Regions from separate parts of the Hordeum vulgare genome. Here region 1 is linked to region 2. The links are chromatin contacts, called in public Hi-C maps. All regions are on one chromosome and are shown on one strand. Each heading gives the region's core, a stretch centred on a gene start, on an enhancer-like site or on the middle of the called end of the contact. The rest is flanking DNA. Distances are from core to core; before and after follow the strand shown.

The links. A called contact is a pair of places that touch in the nucleus more often than the background predicts.
Region 1: a contact with region 2 is called in a Hi-C map of seedling, with 2.4 times the contacts expected there. The contact joins the promoter of LOC123397176 here to the enhancer-like site in region 2. A contact is called at or near these places in 2 of 6 Hi-C or Micro-C datasets (leaf and seedling).

The regions. Positions count from the first base shown.
Region 1 is chr5H:430,789,395-430,793,092 of MorexV3_pseudomolecules_assembly, reverse strand. LOC123397176 (cytoplasmic tRNA 2-thiolation protein 1) reads right to left here and starts at 2,293. Exons shown (of 10, transcript XM_045091826.1): 1 at 1,978-2,293; 2 at 1,731-1,845; 3 at 1,153-1,295; 4 at 872-991; 5 at 683-795; 6 at 500-592; 7 at 353-393; 8 at 1-66. The coding sequence starts at 2,076.
Region 2 is chr5H:430,474,345-430,478,635 of MorexV3_pseudomolecules_assembly, reverse strand. No RefSeq gene overlaps it. Among protein-coding and RNA genes, the nearest start is that of LOC123397089, 110 kb to the left of the region's middle. Within about 2 kb of position 1,470, at least 3 of the 3 cell types and tissues checked have open chromatin away from gene starts, as enhancers often do. A contact at or near this core is called in leaf and seedling, where this site is marked.

The DNA of each region.
Region 1 (3,698 bases), core at 1,044-3,543, 310 kb before region 2:
TCATCCTTTCCAGATCTTTAATAAATTCACGAGCAAATCCACGGTATGCATTTGGTGAATAGATGCCTGAATTGTGATAGATAACCAATAAGCATATTTGATTTCAAAATAAGATGAGCTAAGTGTCAACAAAATTCTATAGGTACCCCTCCAAGTATGGAGGAAGAAAGCATAGCAGAACTATAATAATGTGTATGGCATTGACTATCAAATACAGTATTAGGCACTGATTGTTCGAAGCTTATATTTTAATTATATATTAACCGTCCCTGGTATCTTGAGATAATGGAACGGGGATCTACTGTTCAACTACAGAGAGAAAAAACTGCATAAGAAATGAAGCAGGAATTACATTCAGTTGAGAAGTAGTCCAGCTTTTTGAAATACGCATACGTGTCATACAGTCAAGGATCAAAATTATTATCAGCGCATGTTTTATGGACAAACCATATGTTAATAAAAAAATAACACTGATTAAAATGTTTCATGTAAAGGATATATAACAATCTCTTTTTCGTAGGTGTATTTGAAAGGCTTGCATCTTGGGATTGGTCCATCTTCACCAGTAGTTATGAAAGTGCATCGACTTAACCTATAAGATGAAAGCGTAATGCCAGCACAAAAATTGTAAAAGAGAGCAACGATAAAAAACAGAATACTTTATTTATTAACCAACATTTACCTTGCAATATCACCACGTAAAATATTCAGCAAGACAGTCTCTGCAATGTCATCTGCATTATGCCCAGTTACAATCTTATCAACCTTCAAGAGAGCAGCACCTCGGTCTAGTGCCTAATAAGAATGGAATTATTCATAAATCAATGAGCACGCAATTGCATTACAGATAAAGCTAGGTAGTAGGAGGTACCTGGCGTCGAAAAACACCACAAAAAGTACAATTGTTTTTCAGGCCAATTGCTTTCACAATATCATCCATTGTCCAGTCATAGAGATCCTTATAGGAAACTATTTTCAGTGGTAGGCCATACTGCAGTAGGTGAATTGTACGGTTGAATTAGCAACACATGAATGTGCATTTAAATGGGTTACGTTTCATGAACTAGACGCCTGCCAAAATTAGAACAAAAGAAAACACAAAGAAGTAAAAAGTTGCAAGAGAATTATGTGTATCGGGTAAGGGGGAGAAACCTGTAGTTCATTCCTTTTAACAGTTTCTAGGGAGTCATCTCTATAGCCTGTGATTCCTTCATCAATAGATAAGAGGAACAAATCGAGACCATATTTATGACGTTTATTTAACTCTGATAACACATACGCAAGCACAGTTGAATCTGCATAACAGTAAAAATATTGTCATAAACAGCTACAGGATCAAGATAGATAAGCAAGCATTTACACAATAAGCTGAAGAGCATTTGCAGTCATATTTTTTCTAGGGGGGTATATCATATTTATGAAACAGCCAATATATGAACCGTTATCATCACCCATGACTACCTATATTTTTAACTTGAATAATTGATCATCTTGATTTAAAAATTTATCTCTGCTGCAACAGCGAGAAGGTTGAACAAACATTTTGATAACACACTCTAATACAAGGCTCTCAAGGAGTAAATGGAACCTTGAATATTGGACATGCAAGTGATCAACAGGAGCCGGTACTAAAGTGTTTATCATTCAGCGAGTAGAGAATATGAAACATATGCATTGCATAAAAACCATCTATTACGTTGTTATTTATACAACACAGGGTCTGCACATACCTTTTCCACCAGAAGCTCCAATTGCCACACGCTCACCGGCTTTAAACAAATTATTGTCAACAATAGTTTGATGAATCTCGTCCTCGAAGACAATATAGAAGCATTCCCTACATATCTGAAAGCAAATATCAGACACCACTTCCTGAAACTACAGTAATCGGGTCATATGAAGCTACAGCTAAACCATAGGCGCCCGGTTGCTGGAATCATGGAACTACCCCTAAAGAAGGAAGCCGGCGAGGCTCACCTGTTCTAGGGTTTTGGGCCGCTTGAGCGCGGCCTTCCGCTCGCCGCAGCGCTTGCAGAGGCGGCTCCCTGCCCTCGTCGGAGCGGCGGCCGACTGCATGGGCGCCTGGATGCGTCTTATCCCCGCGCGAGTCCGGTGGATGGTAAGGACTAGGGATACGACGAGGACACCTGCGGGGTAAAGCAGCCGTGCTTCGGCAGGAGGAGGAGCAGAGTCTGCTTTCCGGGACGCCGGCGAAGGGGTTTCGGCGGCGTCACGGCGCTGGGGGCGGACGAACAGGAGGAGGAGGAGGAGGCAGTTTGGTGGGTCAAGGTTGGCCCAGATTAGGCGGGCTAGTATTGGGCCGGGCTGGGAAGTGGCGCTGCTGGCTGCTACTTTTTGCTATAGCTGGCCAAACGGGCCGGCCCGGCACCGCACGGCACGGCCCGTGCTAAACGTGCCTGGCCTGGCATGGCCCGCCGAGGCACGTTTAGTAATCGGGCCGTGCCATGCCAGCCCGTGGGCTACGCCTCCAGGCCCAAGCACGGCCCGGTTACTAAACGGGTCGGTTGGCCCGATTAGCACGCTGGGCTGCATAATTTCAGCCTCATGGGCTTGTTTTTAGACCTATTGGACAATATATTATGTATATATATATTAAAAATATTTAAAAATATGTAAAAAAAATAAACGATCCGTGTCGTGTCGGCCCGCGTGCCCAGCCTCCAGACCCAGGCACGGTCCGAGGCGTGCCTCGTGCCTGGCACGACCCGTTTAAATCGTGTCGGGCCAGACCCGTGTCGTGCTGTCTTGGCGGGCTGGCGGGCCGGCCTATTTAGCCCGGCCCGTTTGGCCAGGTATGCTTTTTTGCTAGGCTAAAAGGAAGAAGGATTATAGGCTTTTGTCTAAAAAGAAGAAATATCATAGGACTAGGAAAATCATAAGAGGAGCATCAGCTGCTGTTTGCCTCGACACAGAGGGGAATTATTTGGGAAGTTCTTCCCTGCTGATTTAGGAACCGTTCGGTTTCTCTCCGCTCCCTCGACTCCGCTCCTGGAGCGGGACAAGGTATCACTCATTTTAATGGCGCGGTTCACACCCAGCTCCACACCTCCGGGAGTGGAGGGGAACCGAACGGGGCCTTATTGGATCAACGACGTAGCGACTTTGAAAGGCATAGCGTCCATGGAGGCGCTATCTCGGTAAAAGAGATGTCATGTGATGCATAGGATGTGCATTTTTCATTAAGTCTAGGTTAATATTATTTTGCTGGTGATATGTGAAGGACTGGTTTCTATCCTACTTCCTACGTAGTAATAGGAATCCATTCCTATAAACTAAAGGGCTTTAAAGGAACTTTTACTTTAAAAATTCTACCCTATATAATTCATACAAAATCCTTAAAACCAAAGGATGCCTTAACTGTTCAAAATATTACCTCCAATAGATCCCTAGGTCTTTTCTAGGGTTTTCCTTATCCTCTAGCGATGCCACCAGAGTTCAACATCTACTGCTCCGGTTCGCTGGATTGGCTTGCGAGGAAGGACCCATGGCCATCTCCGCATGTGACAACGACACTATTAGTTGGACTGCATGGCTAGACAAGAGACCGGAAGCCCGACGATGGCTAGTGCATCAAGTGGTGGCGATATATGTAATTTTTTAGTTCCAGAGAAGAATTTAGCGAACAAATTTGGAAACATAAACATGAGATTCAACCTGCATATCTCAGAAAATGGTGG
Region 2 (4,291 bases), core at 221-2,720:
ACATGGTTGCTGGTGAGAACCATGCCGATGGCGATGTTCTACGTCATTACATAGGGAAGACATCGTCGTGTAAGTATAGCCGACCCACTCATGCTGCTACTCGAGAAACCCTAGGATCTAGTATTCCAGATCGGACGATGGCGGTAGTGCGATGTCGTTTCTCTATTGGAAGCGTCGTTTGTGGAGCAACACTGAAAGGCAAAGGGGGTGTAGCGGCTTCGTCTTGCACGGAGTTTCGGTTAAGATGTCAAATCATGCTTGGCCGACACATGCTACATTATGTCATGCTTGGTCGGCATGTGCTACGCACGACAGATCTTCCACAGTCTTCGCGTTTGGATGGTCGAGCGCTGCAAGGTTGATGCAGATCTCTCTTCTGAAGATGAGTGAGCGGTTCGATGACGGCTTCTAAAACGTGTGCATGTGATGTACACTTTAGGTGTGGTGCTCCGGTTGTTGGTTCAAATACGTTATGTGGATGAAACAGCGATAATACCGGTTTTAGATGTTGAAAATGAGAGCACTCTACATTATCGAATTTGTAGATGTGAGTGATAACTCGGGTGATCTGATATATGCTCTTATCAAACCTTTGTTGAATAATTAATAAAAATGATTTAAAAAAAAAATGGTAATCCAAACATACTGGTAGGCCGCCCTCCATCGCTTGACGGGCAGGCACACAGGACGGGCCTCTGCGGCGGCGACAGGGAGGTTCACGTGGCACAGGCGTGGATGGATGCAGGACCCTGCATGCATGTAGGAGTAGCACCGTTCTCTGCCCGGCCGGGTGCTGCAGCTGCGCCGCTCGCTGTCTTCCTTTGAGACGGTGGCAGGCAAAGCTCAATGTGAGGAGCGTGGGCAGCCTAAAAGCTCATGATGGTGTGTCCCATCGCACGTACGGCCTGCCTGCCTGCAAAACCTCGTATCATACCGTCTCGGGGGCGGGCGGGCAGTCCGTTGGGACAAAGAGCAGACGAACGCATGAGCGGGCGCAGACGAGGCAGTGCGTCGCCTGCGCGATGCACGTGCCGCGCGCGGCCTGCACCGGCTAGTTTTTTATTAACTCGCCGTTATTCCAGCTGCCGGGGCGTTTATAAGCACAGCTGATGCTTCCCCATTTCCCTCTTTCTTTTGAGAGGATAAATTCAGACGCTCCCCTTCGACAACGCATCAGTACGTCGTAATTCAGTAATCGAGCAAGACTATAAAGTAATTAAATTAGATTAAGCAAGCAAAAAAGCAAATTTTGAAATGCTCCGGGCAGGCCCACCGGCTGGGCGACGAGGTCCACCGGGCAGGCCCGTGTGGAGCCGCCACGCAAAGCGCGAGGGGGCAGCGCTGCAAAGCCAGCCTGCGTGCCCCTGCCTCTGCCTCTGCCTCTCTCTGCCGCGGCTGCCGGCCGGCCAGCGAGCCGTTTCCCTATCACAGGTTCGCCCGGGCCGGGCCTACCGCCCACGTCCGCGTGGCCCACTGCGGGAGAGGGGATGCATCGCTCGCTCTCAGTCAGGCATGCAGATGCAGGCCCAGCCGGGCAGAGCGCATGTCGCAGGCCCACGGCAACGGTACAGCTCAACGTTAGTCTCCGTGTTCACAGTAGTAGCAAAGCCATCACTTCCATGGCTACAGTGCAATGTTCAAAATTAGACCGGTAGGCGCGACCGATTTCAAGATCGGTTCGAGGTCTGCATAAGCCCATGCGCTGCTATTTCAGAACCAAGGCTTAACATTGTCTTGTTTTCAGGTTTTTCCTTTGGACGTCTGTACTCAGTAGGGAACTGACATTCTCCCTGGGCGATCCAACGCAAACAAATCATTCCTCACGTAGGCCTTGTTCGATTGCATGACAAATGTGCAGGATTGACAGGTATTCCAGATTTACAGTGATTAAATCCCATCTAGGTCAAATTCCCCCCAAATCTCCTTCAATCCACCTGGTGGGTGGCTTAACCGAACAAGGCCGTAGGGGGGACGAGCGAGTGTTTTTGGTTCGTACCAGAATCCCCAACACGAACTGTGTTAAAAAAAAGGAAACACCCCCCCCCCCCCCCCCCCCAGCACGAACTTCCGGCCCAGTCACCATTCCCTTCATACAATAAAATGAGGAAAACTGAAAAAAAAGATTTGCCATGTTGTAGGTGAAAATAGACAATATTACAAAAAAGTATGTCAGAAAGATTAATATACACAAATTGCCATGATATACAACAAGTTGTTGCCAAATTATCTGTAGAAAAACAATGAAAATTCTTTTTTTTTGCGGGGAAACAACGAAAAATCTTTGATTTTACATGGGTTGTAGGGAAAACGGAAAAATACAAATTTTTCCCATGTGACTAGTACAAACAGATTCCCTACAAATCTGCCATCGGCTATGTATATAATTTACCATGGTAATAGGCAAATTGATATGTCATCAGATATGTATATAGTTGGGCATGTGGTATGAAAAAAGTGTTGTCGTCTAGTTAGTACAAAGTAAGTTATGTTTAGCAATGTTCATATGAAGAAAGTAGCAGGAAGCTTGCCATGTTCATGATAAAAATCAACCTATATGTTAAAAAAATATTTGACAATTTTTAAGATTTATTAATTAAATAAATTACCATCTTATACACAACAATTTACCATGTTATAGAGCACAAAATGTCGTGTGTTTGGATATCAAAATCAAATAGCAATTTTTTAGAAGAAATGTGTTTACAAAAATCATGGCAAAGATTTAGAAAAATTGTAATGGTCACGTGGCAGAGTAAGGGGAAATTGTTCCTCAAGAGCATGGGAAAATTTGAATTTTTTTGTAGTCATCACTCGTCAGGTAGCTAGTGTTACCATAAAAAGTTGTTCCGTAAGATAATGGCAAAACCATGGAAAATATTTAAAGAAATTGTAATGGTCACGTCGGAAATTAAGGGGAAATTGTTACTCAAGAGCATCAAATTTCGAAAATCATTTGCAGTCATCACATTGCTAGAGTACCAAAAATATAATTTCGTAAGATAATGGCAAAAATATTGGACGTAAAAAGTGTGATATGGTAAAATAATTTGCCATGGTATGTTATTTTCTTTTGCCATGGTATGTTCAATAATTTTCCATGTTTGAAAATATAAAATAAATGTATTATCCAATATGACATGAAGAAAATATTTCTCAAATTGCCATGTGTAGAAAATAACTTTCTTAGAAGAAGCAAAGTAATATCAGTTTTTTTGCCAAGTGACTACTAGAAACATTTAAAAAAAATCATTTCTTGTACACCAAAACAAGTGCAAGTTTTCCATCTAAACATGATTTTTAGTTTCGGAAATTGCCATGATTGAAGGAAAATAGAGAAATGTAAAAGTTCTATGTGCAAATGGTGGAACATTTCCAAAATTATCATGAATGAGGGAGCACAATTCGTAAAGCTTGCCATGGGAGCATTACAAAAAGACCTAAATCTCCATGTTTGGAAAGACAAAAACTGATTTGCCATGTGACTAGTAAAAAATGTAAAAATGTGATGACAATTATATGTCTACTAGTAGAACGTCCATGTGTTGCCACGGGCTTGTTTAAAATTTGTACCAGTTGCATATATAAATATAATGCATATCAAATTTCACATGTAAAGAAAATTATGCCGTTGTCAGATGAAAAATATTTGTAGTGCACTCCACTTGCAATGTATTTTCCATAAAGAATGTATGGATCACGTTGTCATACTTTATAAAAGCAATGATCCACCTTAACTAATATAATCCCCTCCCCCTCGAAAAATCAAGATATAATTGTCCGTGCGTTGCAACGGGATTTTTAAAATTTGTGCCAGCTGCATAAATAACTATAATGCATGTCAAAGTTCACATGTAAAAATGGATAGTCGTTAACAGAAAAATAATAATTGAAATTCAATTCACTTGCAATCTATTTTCGATAAGAATGTGCGAATGATGTTGTCAAACTTTGTAAAAACCTTGATCCGCCTTAATTAATATAACACCCCCCCAAACACAGGGTAAAAGAAATGGTACTATCGTATGTACGTTGCAACAGAGGCATAATATTTCAAGGACTCCACCACCAATTTGACATCAATTTTTTTACCACGGTAAATCGATATTTTTTATGGAAATTTGTGTTTGCCGAGGATGGCAAGCATGGCACACCCTCTTCAGTTAACTTTATTCAAAAAATGACTGTGCTTGTAAACTAAAAGTGCCATCCTCACGACAACTAATCATAATAAAAACGTTTGATTTGCCATGCTTAAAAATCTGACATCGGATTCCTATCATTAACATGTTTC